2 separate regions of the Oryctolagus cuniculus genome follow, and region 1 is linked to region 2. A link is a contact called in public Hi-C data. All regions are on one chromosome and are shown on one strand. The core of a region is the stretch at or near the end of the contact, and the rest is flanking DNA. Distances in the headings are between cores, read along the strand shown. Region 1 overlaps PDE4D (phosphodiesterase 4D). Region 2 overlaps PDE4D (phosphodiesterase 4D).

Region 1 (6,005 bases), core at 852-3,351, 380 kb after region 2:
GAGAGGGAAGAAGCAGATGGAATATCTCTCTCTCTCTCTCTCTCTCTCTCTGTGTCTGTCACTCTGCCTTTCAAATAAATACATATTGAAAAAGATGTTTATTCTGATGCAAAAAAAATTTAAATCCATGCATAGTTTTTTTCTTTTTTTAAAAAATTTGTTTGCCTCAAAAGTCACTGTTACAGAGAGAAAGAGAGAGAGATCTTTCATCCCCCAGATGGCCACATTGGCCAGCGCTGGCCAGGCTACATCCAGGAGCCAAGAGCTTCATCCAGATCTCTCAAATGGGTGGCAGAGGCCCAAACACTAGGGCCATCTTCCATTGTTTTCCCCAGGCCATTTGCAAGAAACTGGATTGGAAGTGGAGTAGCTGGGACTCTAACCTGTGCCCATATGGGATGTCAGTGTCGCAGGCAGCAGCTTTACCTGCTACACCACAATGCTGGCCCCCATGCCTAATTATTCATAATGCATTTTCCACAAACATTTTGAAAATCCCTTGTACAGCCTTTTAAAATGGGCCTTTAAGAAAAAGATATTTATTGACTGCAGTCTTAGGATAACTCTTCCACTTCAGGACCAATGTCTTTTATAAAGCGCCAGAGCTGTCCAGAGGTGGAAGGACTACTAATCATACAAACTCCGAGATGGATGCTGAATGGTGAGGACCTGGGGGGACACCAGCTGTCTCGCGCTGCCCCTTGATCCAGACTGCCAGGCTCCAAGACCGTGAGAAAGCAGGCACCTGTAGCGCAGGCAGTCCACGGGGTTCTGTTACGGCAGTGCAAGCAGAGAAAGACGTTTCCCACTTTCACTGTGCACCCCTCCTCCACAGGTGCTTCTCACAGCCTGGACATGTTTATGGACACTGATATCTTTCATTATTCCGACTGTCAGCTCCAACAGGGAAACAGACACTGTTTCTTCTTTTGCAAGTAAACATTCAGTAGTCATTTGCTGGGTGAATGAATGACTGTCAAGATAGACCCCGTGACATTTCCAGATCAGTATGAGCCGAATGCCAAAATTCAGTTTCTTCATCTTCCTCTCATGAAAGCACCATAAAACACAAAAAAGAGAAGCTACTGACGGGGCTGGTGTTGTGGCGTAGCAGGTAAAGCAGCCGCCGGAAATGTTAGCATCCCATATGGGCTCTGGTTCAAGTCCTGGCTGCCTCACCTCTGATCCCACTCCCTGCTAATGGCCTGGGAAAGCAGCGGAAGATGATTCCAAGTATTTGCGCCCCTGCCACCCACATGGGAGACCCGGATGAAGCCATTGTCTCCGGGTTTCAGCCTGGCCCAGCCCTGGCCATTGCTCTCTCTCTGGGGAGGGAGCCAGAGGATGGAAGATCTCTCTCTCTCTCTCTCTCTCTCTCTCTCTCTTTCTCTCTCCCCCTCTCTCTTCCTCTCTCCCTTTCTCCCTCTGCCTTTCTCTTTGTAACCCTGCTTTTCAAAATAAGTAAATATATTTTTAGAAAGACAACATGAATATCTAAAGACAACATAAATATCTAAATCCATTTCACATGATTAGTTAACATGAACATGCATTGTATAACTACATAGAGACAGACATGTGTGAACCAGTTTTCTTTTCTGAGGGGAGAGGGCAAGTTGGTGCTTGGGAAGATTAAAGTTGAAGTTCAATGCCACCTTTGGCAGCTGAGTATGGGAAGGGGAGATCATGATGGCGAGAGAGAGAGAGAGAGAGAGAGAGAGAGATCCTCTGTCAGAGCAGAGACTGGGACCTCACATGGTCAGGAGATGGGCTCCAAGTCCCTCAGGAATTCTTAGAAGCTTTGGAGAGCATACAGGACTTCTCGGGACTTCTCACAATCTGTGCAATGGGGACTTGAGCCAATTTTATCTAGACCTCAGGAAATACGGTGACCCCAGTTGACCCCATGAGGAAAATTTTCCATATCCCACAAACAATAAAAACCTTCACTGACGTTTAATGCGGCAGCAACCAGAAACCGACTTCCTGTTGTCCTCGAGCCGCCACAAGCTCCTGGTCACACACCCAGCGATCCGCTCGGGCACAGAGCAACTGCACAGGACTGGACGTGGAGCCGAAGCGCTGGTGTTCACCATGTAGGAATGCGCCTCGTGTGGCAGCAATTCCTGGAGAACACGACAGGGAGGATTCAGGACTCCCAGAGTAGAAGGAGGGCACAAGAGCGCGTGTTCCTAACTGGGTGTGTCAAGAATGAGAACCCGAAGTGCAGGTTTGGTTGTTAAAATGAGTGAGCAAAGGGAAATGATGGTATTGGAAGAATCAGCAGTGGGGAGGACCGGAAACAGCGACAGCTGACTCGGAGGTGGGGTGGTTGGGTGGCTAAGGACGAAGACCCCAAAGCTTCCTGACCTGTCCTGGGTGACTTCAGGTTTGCTTGTTTTGTTTCTGCTAGGAAATCAGGGGCTGGACCACAGCGGCCAGGAGACAGCTGCTGGACGGTCCGGCATGAATCAGGGGAAGACGGGCAGGTGGCAGCCGGGCCGGGTCACACTCCCTGCCTCCGAGGGTTTGCATCCCAGAGGAAGAGCAGGGCACTCAGAAGTTTACTTCTGGCCCTGTGTCCCCAGGTTCTCCCAGGCCGCCAGCACAGGCCTCGGAGCCCATTGTCTGCTTCCTTCCCCAGGACACAAGGGCTTGGCACGGGATCCGCCTGGCCTCTCGGAAGTGTGGAGCAAACCTTCACGGAAGGCGAGAAGCTGCTCATTGAGTAGTATCTGGAAGGAACGGTGTATAGAACAAGAGAAAACTGAGTCTAGAAATGAGAAAGAAGCTTGGGGCTTCGGTGTAGCAGGCGATGCCACTGCAGCTGCCAGCAGCCCGGAGATGCCAGTGCCGGGTTCAAGTCCTGCCTCTGACTCTCATTCCAGCTGCTTGCTAATGTGCACCCTAGGAGGTGAGGGCTCAAGTACTTGGGTCCCTGCCACCAACATGGGAGATCTGGATTGAGTCCCCAGCTCCTGCCTGAGGTGGGCATTTGGGCTGTGAACTGGTGGACGGGAGCTCCGCTGTCTCTTTTTCTGTCTGGGTGCGTCTTTCTCTCTGTCTGCCTTTCAAATAAAAATTTGACCAAAATTTGAGAAATAATCAACAAAACCAAATGAAGACTCTTCTGCCCCATACAGTCCTGACTGCCTCACAACCTGGGAGACAAGGCTTCAATACAAAGGAAATATTTCCGTAATCAAACTTCGGCGGGGATGGGGGTGGTTGGCACACTGCCTGCATCCCATAACGTCAGCGAACCTGGAACCTGGGATCAAATTCTGCCCATGCTCTCAATCCACCTTCCTGCTCATAAACTCCCTGCCAGAAAGCAGGTGACCCGGGCAATAGTCCAGTCCCTGCCACCCATGTCGAGAGATCTGGATTGAATTCCCAGATGCTGAGTATCTAGGGAGTGAACCAGCACATGGGAGATTTATCTGTGTGTCTGTCTGTTTGTCTCTGTTTGGGTGCCTCCCAAATAAAACAAAAAATATTTTTAAAGAAGAAGCAGTTCCCACAATAGAGCAAATGTGAAAATAGTAACTAAAGACTACCCCCTAGTGGTCAGTTGGGTACACTACACAACTGACCCAAAAAAGCTCAGGGAAAGAAATACAGTGAAAACAAGATCTGTTTAATTTTCCCTTGGTATTAGGGAAAATAATTGGTCATCCTGTACAGTGAATGCAGATACACATAGCAGATGCTCATATTCTTAGTTACTCTTAAAATTTAGATGAGATTTAAGGTGGTCCCAAATGCATGGCCACAGTTTTGTTTTCAATCAAATTATAGAATCAATGTAGAGGGACATTTCTATCGATTATCCACTGGCCGTGAAATAGAACATCTTTTATGGGGCAGGTGATGTGGCAGCAGGTGACACCACCACTTGGGATGCCAGCATCCCATATCGGAGAGCTGGTTAGAACACCAGGCACTCCACTTCCAATCCAGCTTCCTGCTGATGCACCCTGGGAGGCAGAGATGATGGCTCAAGTGTTGGATAGAGTACCAGGCTCCAGGCTTTGGCCTGGCACATCCTTGACTGTGCAGGCACTTGGCAAGTGAATCAGTGGATGGCAGATTCTCTTTCTCTCGCTCGCTTGCTGCATCTTCTGCCCTTTCTGTCATTCCACCTTTCAAATACATACATACACAAATACAGAAATGGTACCATGAAGGAGGTGGTGATTAAGCTCAGTAGTTTGTGCAGTACTCCCTGCAAGGGGCTGTGGGGATGCACATGAGAATGTGTCCCAGGGCCTTTAATACACTGACAAGTCACTGGGGCCACCAATGGGTCCACAAGCAAGGAACACACAAAACACGTGCTCCAGCCATCACAAGCTGCACTGTATAATCAGACAGAGGGAGACAACAGACGGTAATGATTTGGGAACGTAACCATGACAATAGGGCTGCAATCACTACCTGGATGATTCTAGCGATGCTGGAGAAGCAAATGCGTGTCGGGAGAAACCTTCACCAGCGGGACAGGGAAAGGGACAGAGAGCTAACATCCCTTTTGAGCGCGAAGGCAGTGATGCTGCATTTGTGGTCCCTAGATCTGCAGCATTAGCATCACCTGGGAGCTTGCTGGAAAGGCAAATGATTGGAACCACACAGATGGACTAAGTCAGATGGTCCAAGGACCCCTGCTCTGGGGTTGTTCTTGAAAATGGACTTTGTTCTGCGGCCTGGGGTTCCCATGGGTTGATGCTACATCAGTTGAGCATGATGTCCTCCACATTTCCTGAAGTAGAAACATCACACCTGCACAGCTGCCACACATTCACTCACCACTTCAACACGGGCAAGACTGCGGGTGCTGGGAGCCACCCAGGAGGACAGCCATCTTGGGTAACATCACATTTCTTTTTCACAAATTTATTTGAAGGCAGAGAGAGAGAGAGAGACAGATAGAAAGAGATCTTCCATCTGTTGACTGGTTCACTCTTCAAATACTCATACCAGCCAGGGCTGGGCCAGACTGGAGCCAGGAGCCCAGAGCTCAATGTGGCTCTCCCACATGGATTCTAGGGAGCCATGTACTTGAGACATCACCTGCTGCCTCCCAAGGTACATGTTAGCAAGAAGCTACACTTGGAGGGTAACCCAAGTACCATCTTAACTGCTGCACCAAATATAAGGTCTTAAAATAGGAAAGAGAAAACTAGCTATTGAAAACATACCAGCCCTGGCCACTGCAGCCATTTGGGGAGTGAACCAGCATATGGAAGCACGCTCTCTCTCTCTCTCTCTGTAATTCTGCTTTTCAAATAACTACATAAATCTTTTTAAAACATTTAATGAATACACCATCCAACCACAAGACTGAATATATCATAACTACATGCAACACCACAGATAGATCTCACAAACATATTGAACCAAAAGAAATCAAACACAAAAGAGGACATAAAATATGACTTCATCTTTATGAAGCTTAAAAATGGGGGAAGGACTTTAATTTTTAGTATTGAGCCCAAGAGTGACTTCCCTGGGAGATTAATGTCCAGAAGTGAGCTCTGGGGGGCTTCTGGGTGCTGATAGAGCTTTGTTTCTTGATCTAAGTTATGGTGACCTTGGTGTCTTTCTTTTGTGAAAATTCACTGATGTATACCTATATCGTTTGTAACCCTGAACTCTGTATACTTTGATTAAAATTTTTTTAAACAATGGGAATCTCTGTTTGGATTTTCAGCAGTTAGGACATCTTCATTTCCCTGTGGCATTTTCAGATGCGCAGGCTGTTGGGGGTCAGCTCTAGGCAAATGCTGGGTGGCCACAGGCACACCAGCCACTGTGTGAAGAATGCCCAGTGGGCAGCGACGGGCAGCCCTTGTGCTTCTAAGAACTCAGAAGAGGGTCTGGGAATGCTTGGTTTCTGACCATGCTGGCCACTTCACTCTGACCTCAATGTGGCCTCAGTTAGGACAAGGCAAAATGCCAAGAACCAGAGACAAAGGACCATCTCACACATGGCCACTGGTGGT
Region 2 (5,782 bases), core at 334-2,833:
ACACATAGAATGACTAGAGGACAACTGTAAAACTTTCACGAGGATTGTTAGAGGCTGAACTGTTTACCTCTAAAACTGCTATGTTGAACTCTTATTGCTTTGTTCCTAAGAATGTGACTCTACAGTCATGCCCCACTCATGACGGGGACACGTCCTGAGAAAGGTGTCCTTAGGTGAGTTCACCTCATGGGGACATTGTAGAATTTATTTATGCCATCATGGTTGTGATGGCACCTGTCTAAACCATCGTATGGGGCCCCCATCATACATCAGGTTTGTCCTTGACTGAAACACTGATTCGAAGCACAGGTCTATACTTGAAGATAGGGTCTTCAAAGAAGTAGTCAAGTTAAAAATGAGTTCGTAGGGTGGGGCCTCATCCAATATGGTAGGTGTCTCTATATGAAAAGGAGGCTAGCGTGCAGACACAGAGAGAAGGAAGAGCCTGTGAAGGTACAGGTAGAAGACGGTCATCTATAAGCCAAGGAGAGAGGCTTCTGAAGAAAACGCCCCGATGATATCCTGACCTCCAGAAGTTCAAGGAGATCCATGTATGTCATGGAAGCTACTGGTCTGTGGTGCTGTGTAATGGCAGTTCCGGCCAATGACTACATGGATATGGATAATGAGGAAAGATCTGAGGGCAAGGACAAACCAGTGTGGGTGGGAACAACTGAGGAAGGCTTTGTGCGGGCACTGGGTGGGAGCTGTGTCCAGGGAAGGGCGGGCAGAGGGATGGTAGAAAACTCAGTGCCCCAAGGTGAGTCACTGGCAACAGTGCCCAACACTTTGAGCTGTTGAAATGTGCTCGTCGTAAATGTTAACACATTTTCTAATAACTTATTTATTCACTCATATTGGATGACTGCAATTTATATTCAACCTAATGCATTCCTATTAAGAGGGCTACACTGACACCCACAGAAACAGAATGTACGTGTTCAAGTCCTGAAATCCTTAGCTATATAAAACTGTTCATACAGGCAAAATGCTACTGAATCCTTGTAAATACAATGTGAGCTGTGCACATAACATGAAAAAAAGAAATAAATTAGAGTTTATTGGCATTCCTCTTATTTATCCAGATTACATATATTTGTTACCAAAAGCTTTAAGAATTTCTCTGAGTGAAGCTTACGCATATACTAATGGTCTTATGTTACCGAAGATTTTACGTATATAGCTTCATAGCTATACAACATATGAAAATATTTTTCTATTTTTAAGTCCCTTTAAAACAAACAAACTGATAGACCAGAAAAAAAAAAAAAAACAAAAACAAAAACAAAAAAAAGCCCTCAACATTGGCCACATCTGTTTCCACTTGGGATTTTCAGAAAATGTTTAATAGCTGCTTTTAAGTGAGTAATTTCCAGCCTGGGAATGGTGAGTGGCTCAGAACTGCAGCCTGCCCATCTAACCAATGCGCATGTGCGATCGAATATTTCATGACCATTCCCTGTGATCTCTTGCCCAGCAACAAGCCTTCTCACCCCTCCCCCATCATCCTGCATAGCTGGTCCCCTCCCTCAGGAAAGAGAGGGGTGTTTGAATGCCAGTGAACAGTCTTACCACATCCGGTAGTGCGTCATTCTCTACCACGCATGTTAGTTTTTATCTTGGTTTTTGTTCGACATTGGGCAGGTGCATTTTCTCTCAGCATTAAAGAAGAAGAATGCCAAAAGTACTTACCTAAAAAACAAAACAGAAGAAAAGGAGGATTAAAGTGAATTCATGGGCACACTTGATTACTCATCAAAGCACTGACGTGGGGGTAAAAACCTCTATAGCACCTAAAGGCGCTGAAGCATGCGACAATTAAGCGAGTAAAGAGTGCACGCAACGCACAGAGCAGGCACACGGTTTTCTGAAGTAGCAAACAAAGGGGTATGTCTTATCACTTTTAAAAATGAAACGTGAAGTAAGGTTTTCCTTTTTAATTTGGTAAACTTGCTTTGTCACAGATGCCCTGCTGGGGAGATGAATTTATTATCTGTATACTTTAACAGGCCTTGTTAACTGTCTACAATCATATTTTCCTCATTCTAAGCTAGAAGACCTTGATTTTAAATCTGACATCCCCTCTAAATCAGAGCTTCAGGGCCAAATCCTCCAAGAACATCATGAAGAATGGAAAGGGACATAGCAGACACTGTGAGGTTAGCGGAGAAACAAAGGCCTTGCTAGCCATTATCTTTCAGACGATGAAGCCACAGGCCCCTTTCATATGGGACACAGTTATGGCAGCACAAGCCCACTTGCTGTGGCTTTGGGCACTACTAACACAGACGACATCAAAGCCAACATAGATGACATAATTAGATCCAGCACACAACAGAGAAAATAATCTTCACACACATTGAGAAAAGGTGCATTTAAATCTGAAATGGCAGTTGTGTATGGGCATGATGTCTTTGTCAGTCTGTAGATCACAGAGAGCTCTCTACACTGGGAAGGCAGAAAATGACCTTGACATTGCGGTAGTGAGTGACAGTTCTGGAACAGGAGGTAGAAGGCACAGACTAAGTGAAGAAACTGTTTACTCTGTCAGTTATCAAAAGCCAAAGAAAAGTTCCTTCAGAAAGAAAGCAATGCTTTCCTCATTCCATCTTTCACAGGTAAGAGCCAAACAAGAGGAGGAGTCCCAGGAGAGAATGGGATGCTGGGGGGAGGAGCAGAAGCAATCTCATTTAGAGAGAAGAGAGACTGTCCACGTGGTGCTGGCCCCCACAGGCGGAGCTGCCCGCCTGGTGCTGCCTGAGGACGTCAGTGAAAGGCTCAGAAGTACAGGCAGGCATTGGTCCCAGGCCTTCAGCCCCTCACAGTCACCTGGCTTCCTGGTAAACACATCGCCTCCCCAGGGCCCACCCGGACCTGTTGAATCAGCACCGCTTGAGGCGGGATGTTAGAATTTCCGTTCTGTCACCAGCTGGGACCACCCTGCACACCTAGTGTCAGGAACCACTTCCTAGAAGGTGTGGCTTCTCTCCTTTTTTCTGTGCTACTTGTCAGAGATCATTGTCCAAGAAGGCTGAGCTACGTTATGATGTCAGATTTTAATCAGACATCAAGGGACAGATATGAGAGATGTGCTTTCCTCTTATTTAATTATTCTTGATCTACAAACTGCTAATAAGAAAAAGGCTCATACGGAGTGTATGATTTTTAAGCAGCCGGTAGTAATAATCAGTGCTGTTTTCCATTTATACAACATTCTGCCTCTTGGTAATAAGCAGCATTCTGCACTCCCACCCATAGAGGGCACTATTTTCTTGTTCATTCTGTTGCAGGCAGTTGCTACAGCAGACAAAAAATCTGCATGGTATCACGAGTGAGGGAAGCCTAGGAATAATTTCTGGATGTCACAGAGTATAGTGGCTAACTCTCTGGTGCGCACTCTCAGAAGTCTCGGTGACCTTACCTTCCAAACACCTCTGGACCTATGATCTCTTCATTTTCATTAAATACCATGCAGCTAGTTCTTGAGCTATTTCTATATGAATAATGCAAAATGAAAAAATTTCTTTTTTTCAGAAAATGTGTTCATTACATCCAAATATTTCCTTGATTTATACATTTAGAGAAATTCATTTCACTTCCTTAGGATATTGTGTATACTTCTAAGTGAAAAACTTTTTTAAAAAGTCATGATATCAGCAAACTGTGGGCTCATATTGATATTTATACTCCTCAGAGACTCAAGGGAAATGACTTTATGCTTTATTTGTGCAGGTGAACAAGTATTGCCATTTGAAAAGATTTTTCTTGTTGTCTGTCTTGGCATATCAGCAGCCAAGCTGTGTTTCCCGGGTGAGAAGCTGGAGAAGATTAAATCAAAAACACTAAAAGGGGTGACCAGGGGCTGGAAGACTTGGGGTGAGGGTGGTAGGGAAGGAGGCAGTTACAATGACTTTTTATAACATTTCTTAGACCTTAGAGCATAAAAGTGGAGTTAACATGAAATATTGACTGACACAGGGTACAAAGCACCACAAAGCAGCACAAATAGCTTTAAAGCTCCGTAAATCCTAAGGATCATTGTACAACTCACATCCTCGACACCCCTTCAAATTGTATTATTCATTTCCTTTTCCCTTCCCAACTGCATAAGTGACAACAGCCCCAAAATGCATCATTCGAAGGACGACAGCTACAAAGGCCTGAGGAATTTAAAGTGACAAGCAGTTTGGCTTTGTGGCCCTTCTCTAGTAGCACACAAAATGTTGTCTATCTCCTTTAACTTTCTAAGTGGTAGTATAATGTATTACAGCCTCAAACCAACTTGCCAAGCTTCCCCATGTAGCTGCTATTGAGATAACCCTTGACAGTACAGATTCCATTTTCTCTTTATGAAGAAAAACTTTCCAAGAACTATTCTCACTTTGTTCTGCATTAAAATGGCATGATATATATATATATATAAATAAAGTATATATATTATATATATTTAGGTGAATGACATAAATATCCCTGCCACAAGCAAGTCAGAGTGCATCAGGGAAATAAGAACAGGAGAAGGGAAGTGCTATTTTTTTTTGTTAAAGAGTTATTTATTGGCTGGCACTGTGGCTCACTAGGCTAATCCTCCGCCTGCGGTGCTGGCACCCCGGGTTCTAGTCCTGGTTGAGGCACCGGATTCTGTCCCAGTTGCTCCTCTTCCAGTCCAGCTCTCTGCTGTGGCCTGGGAAGGCAGTGGAGGATGGCCCAGGTCCTTGGGCCCTGCACCCCATGGGAGACCAGGAGGAAGCATCTGGCTCCTGGCTTTTTTTTTTTTTTTTTTTTTTTTTTTGACAGGCAGAGTGGACAGTGAGAGAGAGACAGAGAGAAAGGTCTTCCTTTGCCGTTGGTTCACCCTCCAATGGCCACCACGGCTGGCACCCTGCGCTGATCTGATGGCAGGAGCCAGGTACTTCTCCTGGTCTCCCATGGGGTGCAGGGCCCAAGCACTTGGGCCATCCTCCACTGCACTCCCTGGCCACAGCAGAGAGCTGGCCTGGAAGAGGGGCAACCGGGACAGAATCCAGCGCCCTGACCGGGACTAGAACCCAGTGTGCCGGCGCCGCAAGGTGGAGGATTAGCCTAGTGAGCCGCGGCGCCGGCCATGGCTCCTGGCTTTGGATTGGCGCAGCGCACCGGCTGTAGCAGCCATTTGGGGGGTGAACCAACAGAAGGAAGACCTTTCTCTCTGTCTCCCTCTCTCTCTTTCACTAACTCTGCCTGTCAAAAAAAGAGAGTTATTTATTTTTTACTTATTTGAAAGGCAAAGTTATACAGAGGAGAGAGAGGGGAGAGAGGAGAGAGGAGACAGAGGGAAAAAGAGGGAGGAAGATGGAAAAGGGGAGGGAGAGGGGAATGGGGAGAGGGAGGGGAGGAGGGAGAGAATCTCCCATCTGCTGGTTTACTTCCCAAATGGCTGCAGTGACTGGGGCTGGGCTAGGCTAAAGCCAAGAGCCTGGAGCTTATTCCAGGTTTCCTATGTAGGTTCAGGGATTCAAGCAATTGGACCATCTTCCGTGGCTTTTCAAGGTGCATTAGCAGGGAGCTGGATCAGAAATGGAGCATCCAGTTCTTGAACCGGCACCGTATAGGATGCTGGTGTCACAGACAGAGGCTTAACCAGCTATGCCAGAATGCCAGGCCCCCTATGCTTTTTTTCCCCAAAAAGAGAAATTATATATTCTTCTAATTCTAAATGCTTAGAGAGTATAGTTTATTATAATCAAATTGAACGGTTCTTGCTCAGTTTAATCAGTTAAACTACAAAAAAGGAAGTAAATACAAA

The links. Hi-C and Micro-C count contacts between places; a contact is called where the count stands out from the background.
Region 1: a contact with region 2 is called in a Hi-C map of psoas muscle, with 10 times the contacts expected there. The contact joins two enhancer-like sites. A contact is called at or near these places in 5 of 6 Hi-C or Micro-C datasets (ear pinna, embryonic fibroblasts, psoas muscle and 2 more).

Annotation. Positions count from the first base shown.
Region 1 is chr14:80,544,835-80,550,839 of mOryCun1.1, forward strand. All of the region lies in intron 4 of PDE4D (phosphodiesterase 4D), which reads right to left. Among named protein-coding and RNA genes, the nearest start is that of MIR582, 120 kb to the left of the region's middle. Within about 2 kb of position 2,102, at least 2 of the 8 cell types and tissues checked have an H3K27ac peak or open chromatin away from gene starts, as enhancers often do.
Region 2 is chr14:80,163,153-80,168,934 of mOryCun1.1, forward strand. The region is part of intron 4 of PDE4D (phosphodiesterase 4D); the gene reads right to left. Among named protein-coding and RNA genes, the nearest start is that of MIR582, 260 kb to the right of the region's middle. Within about 2 kb of position 1,584, at least 1 of the 8 cell types and tissues checked has an H3K27ac peak or open chromatin away from gene starts, as enhancers often do.